Regions from separate parts of the Oryctolagus cuniculus genome. Here regions 1 and 2 are each linked to region 3. A link is a contact called in public Hi-C data. All regions are on one chromosome and are shown on one strand. The core of a region is the stretch at or near the end of the contact, and the rest is flanking DNA. Distances in the headings are between cores, read along the strand shown.

Region 1 (2,700 bases), core at 165-2,664, 240 kb before region 3:
ACTGGGACCATGAGTAGCAAAGATGAGGACAAAGCCAGATGCTAGGATGATGGCACATAAAGATGGCGTGACCCTGGTCTTGGGTGACACTGTTCAGCCGCTCTTCACCAGTCTTGGAAGTGAGAAAGCCAATCTTCATGTTTAAGCTCTTTTAAGTTGGGACATGTGTATGGTAAGACACCGAATTTGATACCAGGAGTAGGGTAACAGCTTGATGAGACTGAGGTCAAATCTCCATGTTTCCACTCCAAAAACCACTGTCCTGCCCTCCTGACCTCCTGTAAGGAGGAAGACCCCTTCCCTCTCAACAGAAGTCTCCGATCTCAGTAATTCCTGGGCGGAAGTGCGGGTGGCAGCTCCACTTCCTGAGCCGGGACCAAGTGCAGAAGCCGAAAGCTTCCAGTGACACTCACAACAGCCTCGCCATCCTCGGTTCTGGGAGGAGCCGGAACGGTGACTTTCTCCAGCAAAGCGGGATGCCAGAGCCCCGGGCACCGCGGTGATGGGCAGCGTCACCTCCCCGTCCACGTGGGACTCAGAAAGCCAGTGACGGCCGAGGGCGCGTGGCCCCACGGGGACAGTGCTGTGGCTCACCTCTCAGCGCCGGGGTTCAAGCCCCAGCTCCACTCCCGACCCGGCTTCCCGCCAGGGCACCCTGGGGAGCAGCTGCAGTACCAGGCTCCCTGCCGCCAAAGTGCAAGACCCAGCAGAGTCCCCGCTCCTGGCTTCAGCCTGGCCCGGCCCTGGCTGTTGCAGCTTTCGGGAAGTGACCCAGCAGGTGGAAGATCTCTCCGTCTGTTTCTGTATCTCTCTGCCTTTCGGATAAATAAAAATAATAATAGAATTTATTTAAAGAAAGTGTCACCTGTCTCTCCCTCTCTCTCTCTCTGTAACTCTACCTCTCAAATACATAAGTAAATCTTAAAAAAAAAAGTGTCAGTAACCAACTGGCAGCCTCCCAAGGGCAGGATTCCAGGGAGCTCCGTGGGACAGTCGCTGCGGGTGAGCCACGCAGCGCGCAGGGGTGCGGAGGGGCCTCTGGGGCCGGGCTGCTGGACCTGAGCCCCAGCTCGGCCACTCAAGCCCCCTGCCCTCGGGTCCAGCGCCGCCACCTGGGAAACGGGACCTACCTGGCGGGGTCGGGAGTTACTACACAAGCAGCGTGCTCTCCACGCTTTGCAGCCTGCACCGGCTTCCGGGAGGACTGCCGTGGGCGCCGCCGCTTCTGCCGACTCACGCCTGCTCGGCAGGTCCGGCCACCGCCCGCCAGCGCGCCCGGGGCCGACCGCGCCTCCCCAGCGCCGGGACTGCACACTCACCCTGAGTCAGCCCGCCGGGCGCGCCCACTGCCGGGCGCCGCGCGGCCCGGGGGAGGTTGCGGGGCGCCCCCCGGCGGCGGGCCCGAGCCGGGCGAGCCCAAGCCCGGGGCCGCGGGGCGGGAGGGGTTGGGGACTGGGCCACTGCGGAGCCGGGGCCGCGGCCGCACCACCGCGGGGCTTGGGGAGGAGCGCGCCCCCCGACGCCGCACGGGCCCCCCGCCCAGCCCCGCCTAATGGTACGGCCCGGCCGGAGTTAAAGCCGCGGAGGCGGCGCGCGGGGGCGGCGGCGCCATGGGGCTGCGAGCGGGCGGCGCGCTGGGCAGGGCCGGCGCGGGTAGAGGGGCGCCCGAGGGGTCCGGGCCGAGCGGCGGCGGCGGCGGCGGCGGCGGCGCGCAGGGCAGCAGCATCCACTCGGGCTGCATCGCCGCGGTGCACAACGTGCCGCTGAGCGTGCTCATCCGGCCGCTGCCGTCCGTGCTGGACCCGGCCAAGGTGCAGAGCCTGGTGGACACGATCCGGGTGAGGCCCCGGGGAGGCTGGCCCGCCGGAGGGAGGGCTCGGGGCGGGGAGGTCGCGCCGAGGGAGCCGGGGCTGACTGGGCGCCTGTGGGCGCTCAGCCATAGCTGTGTGACCTTGGGCGACGGTGGGCCTCTGCTTCTCGCTTGAGCAAGGAAGGGACGAGCCAAGACGGTTAAAAGAAGGACCGGCGATTCCTGTAAGACAGCGCCTGCCCCGGCCCCGGGGGCTAAGTTCCTTAGCGTCCTGCACCCACCCTCCCAGGTAGATACCGGCCCCTTTTCCCAGGTGAGAACCGAGGCTAGGGAGAGTTCTTTTTATAGCAACGTGCCCAAGGTCAGGCGCGTGGAAAGGCCACGGGCAGCCCCGTCCCAGCGTCCCCACTGTCCAGGGAGGGGCTGTCCGGCCCTTGTGGGGACAGCAGGACCTGGGGGTCCTGGTCCTGGGGGTCTGCTGAAAGGTAGTGGGGAGGGCGCTGGGGGAACCCAGTGATGCTGGCGGGCTGGGGCTGGGGCTGGGGGCGCATGAGCGTGGGTCTGGCCGGGTCCCCTTGGCATCCTGCCCCCTACTCCGGCCCTGGGCAGGGGGGCAGAGGAGACCCCCTCGTCCCACCAGAGGCTGCCGCAGCCAGGAGGTCTTCAGTCCTGGAATGTGCCTAGCGTCCCCACACTCCCGGCCCTGCCCCAGAGCCCACAGCCCCGGTGGTTCCCGCTCCACCTCCTGGCCTGGAGCCCTGGCCCCTCTAGCTGGCCAGGGTCAGAGGCATTTTTCCAGGTAGCCCCATGTCCATCAGACATCGTCCACGTGCTTATTCCCTTGTGTCTGGTCTGTCTGCGTCATCTCCTGTGAACTGCACACGAGCAGG
Region 2 (2,700 bases), core at 132-2,631, 170 kb after region 3:
GGGGAGGGAAGAGGAGGAGGGAGGAGGAGAGTGAGTGACTCTCAGGGAAGGAGGGCGGCTGGGGGCTGTCCCCCACAGCCTCTGCCCCACCGAGGTCTCCTGGGAGACCCTGAGGATCATTCCCCCATCCCGATTTTATTTTCCCTCATCACCTACTGCTCTTCAGTGAAAATCAGACTGGAGAGACTTTTCTTGCAAAATTTGAAAACAACACTGGATATTGCTCATCCAGTGTTTATCCCCATTTCCTGAGATGATACATTTAACGTATGCGTCTCGATGAGCCTGGAGGTAAGCTGTCACACGATCTATGCCATCAACGCATCTGTCGCTTCCAAAAGCTTTCTGCCACGCCCTTGCCGACTGTTCCTCATGTTTAAAACCTCCCCTTAGGAGAGGCGGTTCTCAATAAGTGAAATGCTCAGGACAGCACTGTTAGTGCTAGAGGCTGGGCTGAACGGCAGGTGTTTGGAGCTTCCGCAGGAGAGGGAAGGCCCCTCCACAGCAATGCAGGGAAAACTGGAGGCGTGCGTGCATCGCCCACCTCCCAACGGACACACACGAAAGCTCTCAGGAGAAGCAGAGGGGCAAAGTTTCTTCATGTTGAACTTGAAAGGATTTCTTGGCTATGACAACAAAGCACAAGCAACAGAAATGAAGGCAGATACGTAGGATTCCATCCAACTAAAAAGCTACTGTACAGCAAAGGCAAGAACAAACAAAATGAGAAAGCAACCCACAGAAGGGGAGCTCATATCTGCAAATCACATGCCGGATACAGTAAATGCTCCCCCCCCCCAACAGCCACAGCCCTGCTGTAATGAACTCAACTGTCTTATTCAGGCTTGACGACCCCCAACGTGGGCTACGCGAACCCCCGCCCAGATGAATCCCGCATCCGCTCTACTGGAATAAGACACTCACGGTGTCTAACACCTGACTCCGGCTCAGCCCTGTATCTGCTGATGACCACTCAGGCCCAGTAATAAAGCACAATACAAACGCAATACTAACCAAGACGCACAACCCCGATTCACAGCATGAATACAAAAACACAGTCCAAATAAAGACTTCCCTCTACCCCACCTTTCAGCTCGACCCACTCCATCCCCAGCTGCATCCGATGAAAAGGCTCCTTCCCTCTCCGGAGACAGCAAACGCCAGGCAAGTCCACTCTGTAAACAGACTCACCGTCCTGTGCCGACCCGCTCATTTTTACAGCATTTCTCTCTCTCTAAGCTCTTATAGCTTCCCTACTACAACGCACGATTCACATCAAGTTGTCTTTTATTTCTCTCACAGCTCCCTAATTTGCATCTGACCTCTCATACCTGACCCATGAATCAAGCAGTTTCATGCTTTGTTGAATCTGCACTGGGCCAGGAACGGCGGACTCTTAAGTATGATCAGGGAATATTTTAACATGAGCTGAACCGTGACAGTTACATCCTCAACTTACTTGAGGTAAGAAATGGTTTAAGGTGTTGCCTACTGTGTGTAAGATTCTCCTCGGAGAACACCAAGATTCCACGACCCCATGCAAGTCCCCAGAACCTTTGAGACAGGCCTGAGTTACCTGGAGCATTTTGAACAAGGATCAGAAGGGTGGTGATGACCACTAAATAGGGCTTCATGGCCGCCGTGTCTCAGGAGAGCGGAAGGTGGTGTCGCAGGGGACTGGATAGACACCGGTGTGGCAGGGCAGTGTCCAGCCTTCGGTGGTTTTGGGAATGGATCAGAGTTGCAAGGAGTGAACGAAAAAGGACGGGAGATACCGGTGTTCAGCCAGGCGGAGGATGACTTATGTCACATACCTTGGCTGGGCACTTGGTGAAGGTGTGGGAGATTTGCCAGCGGCACTCACATGGAGACAGGTGCTCGCTCCCAGCAAGAAACACAGGCAAGCCGCAGCCAGGCGCCGTGCCGCGTGAGACGAAGCTGAATGAATTAGCCAAGCGAGCAAGCAATGAGAAAATTCACACGTAGCTCTCAGAAGTAATCCTTTGGAAGCTTTCGTCTTTACCAGAAACAGGACAACGATGGACATCATCATATTTTGTGAGAGTATAAACCTCCCTAGCAGAGCAGATGCACAAAGGAGCAGCAGAGGAGAATCAGATCTTATCAAGATGCAAAGCCGCCAAGCCACAAAGAGGACCAGCAAGACAGGAAGAAAGAAACACATGACGTACCGAACACGCAGGGGAAAACTGGTGGGGATAAGCCCTTACGTACCAGTCATACTCAGGCACAGATGAAAACTCCCCAAGTTAAAATAGGCAATTCTACCTGAAAGGATTTTTTTAAACGAGTTACTTAGTTATTTGAAAGGCAGAGAGAGAGAGAGAGAAAGAGAGAGGGAGAGATCAGTCTTCTGTCTGCTGGTTCACTCCCCAGATGACCTTAAACACCAGGGCTGGGCCAGGCTGAAGGCAAGAGCCAGGAGCTTCATCCAGGTGCCCACCTGAGTGGCAAGCACTAGGGCCATCTTCTGCTGCTTTCTCAGGTGGATAAGTAGGAAGCTGGATTGGAAGTACAGCATCTGGGACTCAAACCTGCTACGCCACAGCGCTGGTCCTTTTGTTTTTTAATTTTTACAATGACCTGCTTTCAGTTTATTTTATACTCATAAGATTAACCCTACACTAGTTAGAGAACTCAACAAGTAGTAGGAAGAAAATGAGAAACAGTGTTTTTTTC
Region 3 (2,700 bases), core at 106-2,605:
AGAGACTCACACCCCAGAGGCTTGACTCACACCCCAGAGACACACGTACCCCACAGACGCACACACCCCAGAGAGACACACACCCCACAGAGACACACACCCCACTGAGATACAAACATGACACAGAGACACACACACCCCACAGACACACACCCCAGAGACACACACCTCTCCCCACAGAAACCCACCCCCAACAGAGGAACACCCACCCCGCCCCCGCACGCACACAGAGTTGGGTGCTGCCTGAGAGACGCAGCCCCGCAGCCCCAGCAGCCCCAGGACTGCGGTGGTAAAGCGGTCCATCCCTCAATCCTAGGAAGCAGACCGAAAGGAAAACGCATTTTCCAAGTCCCGCAGAAGGGGAGCAAGCCGAGGCCGAGGCCAGGGCGAGCGGAGGCAGCAGAGGGCGAGAGGTCTGGAGCAGGATCTACTGCGGTTTTGGCCCTCGTAGGAGGCTCTGGGAGAAGGGCGGGGGCAAGAGCGTCGGTCCCTGCGGATTAGGGACCCCAGGCAAGGGGGCAGAGGGACAGGCGGCCCGGGTCAGCTCCCACCGCGCACGCAGCTCGCCGGGACCCGCCGCAGGTGTGCAGCCCCGCAATCCGGCCGTGAGGGCGCAGGAAGGTGACCTTGGCGGGGCCTCCCCTCGGCTGCCTGCCCCCTTTAGGTCTGCAGGGAGGCGGGAGGGGTGGGGGGCGCCGAGGATGCAGCGGGGTTGCCAGGGGAACCTGGGGAGGTGTCCCCCACCGGCGCCGGGAGGAACTTGGTGGGCAGAAGCGGGAGGAGGCCACTGCGGCGGCGGCGGAGGCGACAGGCGAAGCCTGCTGGACTCGGTGGTCGGCACTGACTGGCTGTTTACCTTCCAGACCCCAGACCCCAGACCCGCCCACTCCCGCGCCCCTTGCTGCCCAGGCTGTCTCCCCAGGCGGGGGGCGAGGGCAGTCGGACTGTCGTCCCCTGCTCGGCACATCTCTACTGCTACCTCTTTCTGACCTGACCCTGCGAGGCGAACCGTGTCCTTTCCCCTGGGGGAAACTGAGGCAGAGAGGGGGCGGAACGGCCCTTAAAGATCGAGTCCTTTGAAGCCTCCGCCCACCCTAAGGGGTGGAGCCGCAAGGGGCCTGGCGCTTTCCGGGACACCCCCCACCCCCGCACATCGCAGAGGTCCTGCCCTTAGCGGGACACCGCAGGGGGAAGAGGGGACCCTCAGATCCCCGAGGAGGGGGGCTGCTGAGCTCACCTCTCTTCCTGCGGTGTCCGCCAAGCGAGCGAGCGAGCAAGCGAGCGGGAGCCGGAGCTGAAGCCGAGCAAACGCGGGCTAGGTCCGCGCCTGCGCTGCAGTCCCGGGCGGGGGTGACACGGGGGCGGAGGGAGGAGGGGGCGCCGGCCCGCCCCGGGGGCTGGCTCTGCACACGGCGGCCCCTGTAGCTTCCTGAGCCCCTCGCCCTTTCCTGAGTTCCCTTCTCGCGCTGGGACCCCAGGCCTCTTGTGGAGACCCCAGCCCCTGCCTGGGCCCCACCCCAGCTCCCCTCGCGGAGCGCCGGTCTCCTCGCTACACCCTCGGTCCCCTCTCAGGGTCTCAAGCCCATCCTGGCATAGAAACCCCCACCCCAGCCCGCACTGAGCCCCACCTCTCTCCCCGGCCGCCTCCCAGGAGGCCCCTCCCGCTGGCAGGGAAGCCCCTTCCTTCTCCCTGGGGCCTTCTCCCCTTGCTAAGGATCTTCCCCCTAACCCTGAGGAGGGCTTGGGCTGGGGGGAGGTGTGGGGGACAAGCGACTCCCCCTTTGCTGATGGAGGCAGCGGAGGAGACAGCCTGCCCTGTGGTCTTGCAGGAGTAGAGCAGCGGTGCCCCGGGCAGTGTGCGGCCACCACTGTCTCCCCTAGAACCGGCCTCCACCAGGCAGCTGCCTCCACTGGAGGCCTGCTCTATGCTCAGCCTCTGTGCAGTCTGGGCAAAGTCGTTGACTGCTCTGAACTTCACCGGGCACCAGTGCACAAACGTGCCCTCGTGTCTTGAGCCTCCTCTCTGGCTCTCCCCAGGCGAGGGCCTGGCTGGGCTCTGCACCGGGAGCCACATCTCTGTGTTGTCCGCGTTACCCAAGCCTCCCATAGCGCTTGCCACTGAGCAGGCGGCTCCACAAACATCCACTCACCTGGGGCATAAGGGGCAAGCGGGGAGCCACGGCAGGGTTTGGAAGGCTAGGGGCGACGTGGCCTGATATGCACCCTGCAGAGATCACACTGCCTGTGGAGGGGCTGGGTGGATGGGTGGGGGGCAGCCCCTGGGAAGAGCTGCGGGGGAAGGCTGGTGAGTTGTGCCGGGCCAGGCAGGTGGAGGTCTGAATGTCAGGCGCCACTTGGTGCTTGCGTGATTCACCCAGTGCGAGCCTGCTTCCCTGTAGTAGAGCCGAGATACTGAAGTGGTTGCTTCTGGAAGAGGTTGAAGGGGCTGGCACTGTGGCGCAGCAGGCTAAGCCTCCCTCTGCGTCCCATTTGGAGAGTGAACCAGCGGATGGAAGCTCGCTCTCTCTCTCTCTCTCTCTCTCTCTCCCCCTCTTTCTGTCTGTAGCTCTGCCTCTCAAATAAATAAATAAAATCTTTAAAAGAAATGAAAGGGGTTGAAAGAGTGAAATGAGATGTGCATTCGAGGCATTTTTCAAAGCGTTTGGAAGTGTAAGAACTCAATACATTGTTGTTGCTACT

What was found. Hi-C and Micro-C count contacts between places; a contact is called where the count stands out from the background.
Region 1: a contact with region 3 is called in a Hi-C map of an unstated tissue, with 5 times the contacts expected there. The contact joins the promoter of SRXN1 here to the promoter of NRSN2 in region 3. A contact is called at or near these places in 3 of 6 Hi-C or Micro-C datasets (ear pinna, psoas muscle and an unstated tissue).
Region 2: a contact with region 3 is called in a Hi-C map of an unstated tissue, with 3 times the contacts expected there. The contact joins the enhancer-like site here to the promoter of NRSN2 in region 3. A contact is called at or near these places in 3 of 6 Hi-C or Micro-C datasets (ear pinna, skin fibroblasts and an unstated tissue).

What each region holds. Positions count from the first base shown.
Region 1 is chr11:26,719,067-26,721,766 of mOryCun1.1, reverse strand. SRXN1 (sulfiredoxin 1) reads left to right here and starts at 1,414. Exons shown (of 2, transcript XM_002710893.5): 1 at 1,414-1,838. The coding sequence starts at 1,611. It overlaps LOC108176616 (a long non-coding RNA gene), which reads right to left and starts at 1,317. Exons shown (of 4, transcript XR_011379954.1): 1 at 1,131-1,317; 2 at 1-815.
Region 2 is chr11:26,309,007-26,311,706 of mOryCun1.1, reverse strand. No RefSeq gene overlaps it. Among named protein-coding and RNA genes, the nearest start is that of DEFB125, 34 kb to the left of the region's middle. Within about 2 kb of position 1,381, at least 1 of the 8 cell types and tissues checked has an H3K27ac peak or open chromatin away from gene starts, as enhancers often do.
Region 3 is chr11:26,475,090-26,477,789 of mOryCun1.1, reverse strand. It overlaps NRSN2 (neurensin 2), which reads right to left and starts at 1,355. Exons shown (of 3, transcript XM_008256172.4): 1 at 1,238-1,355.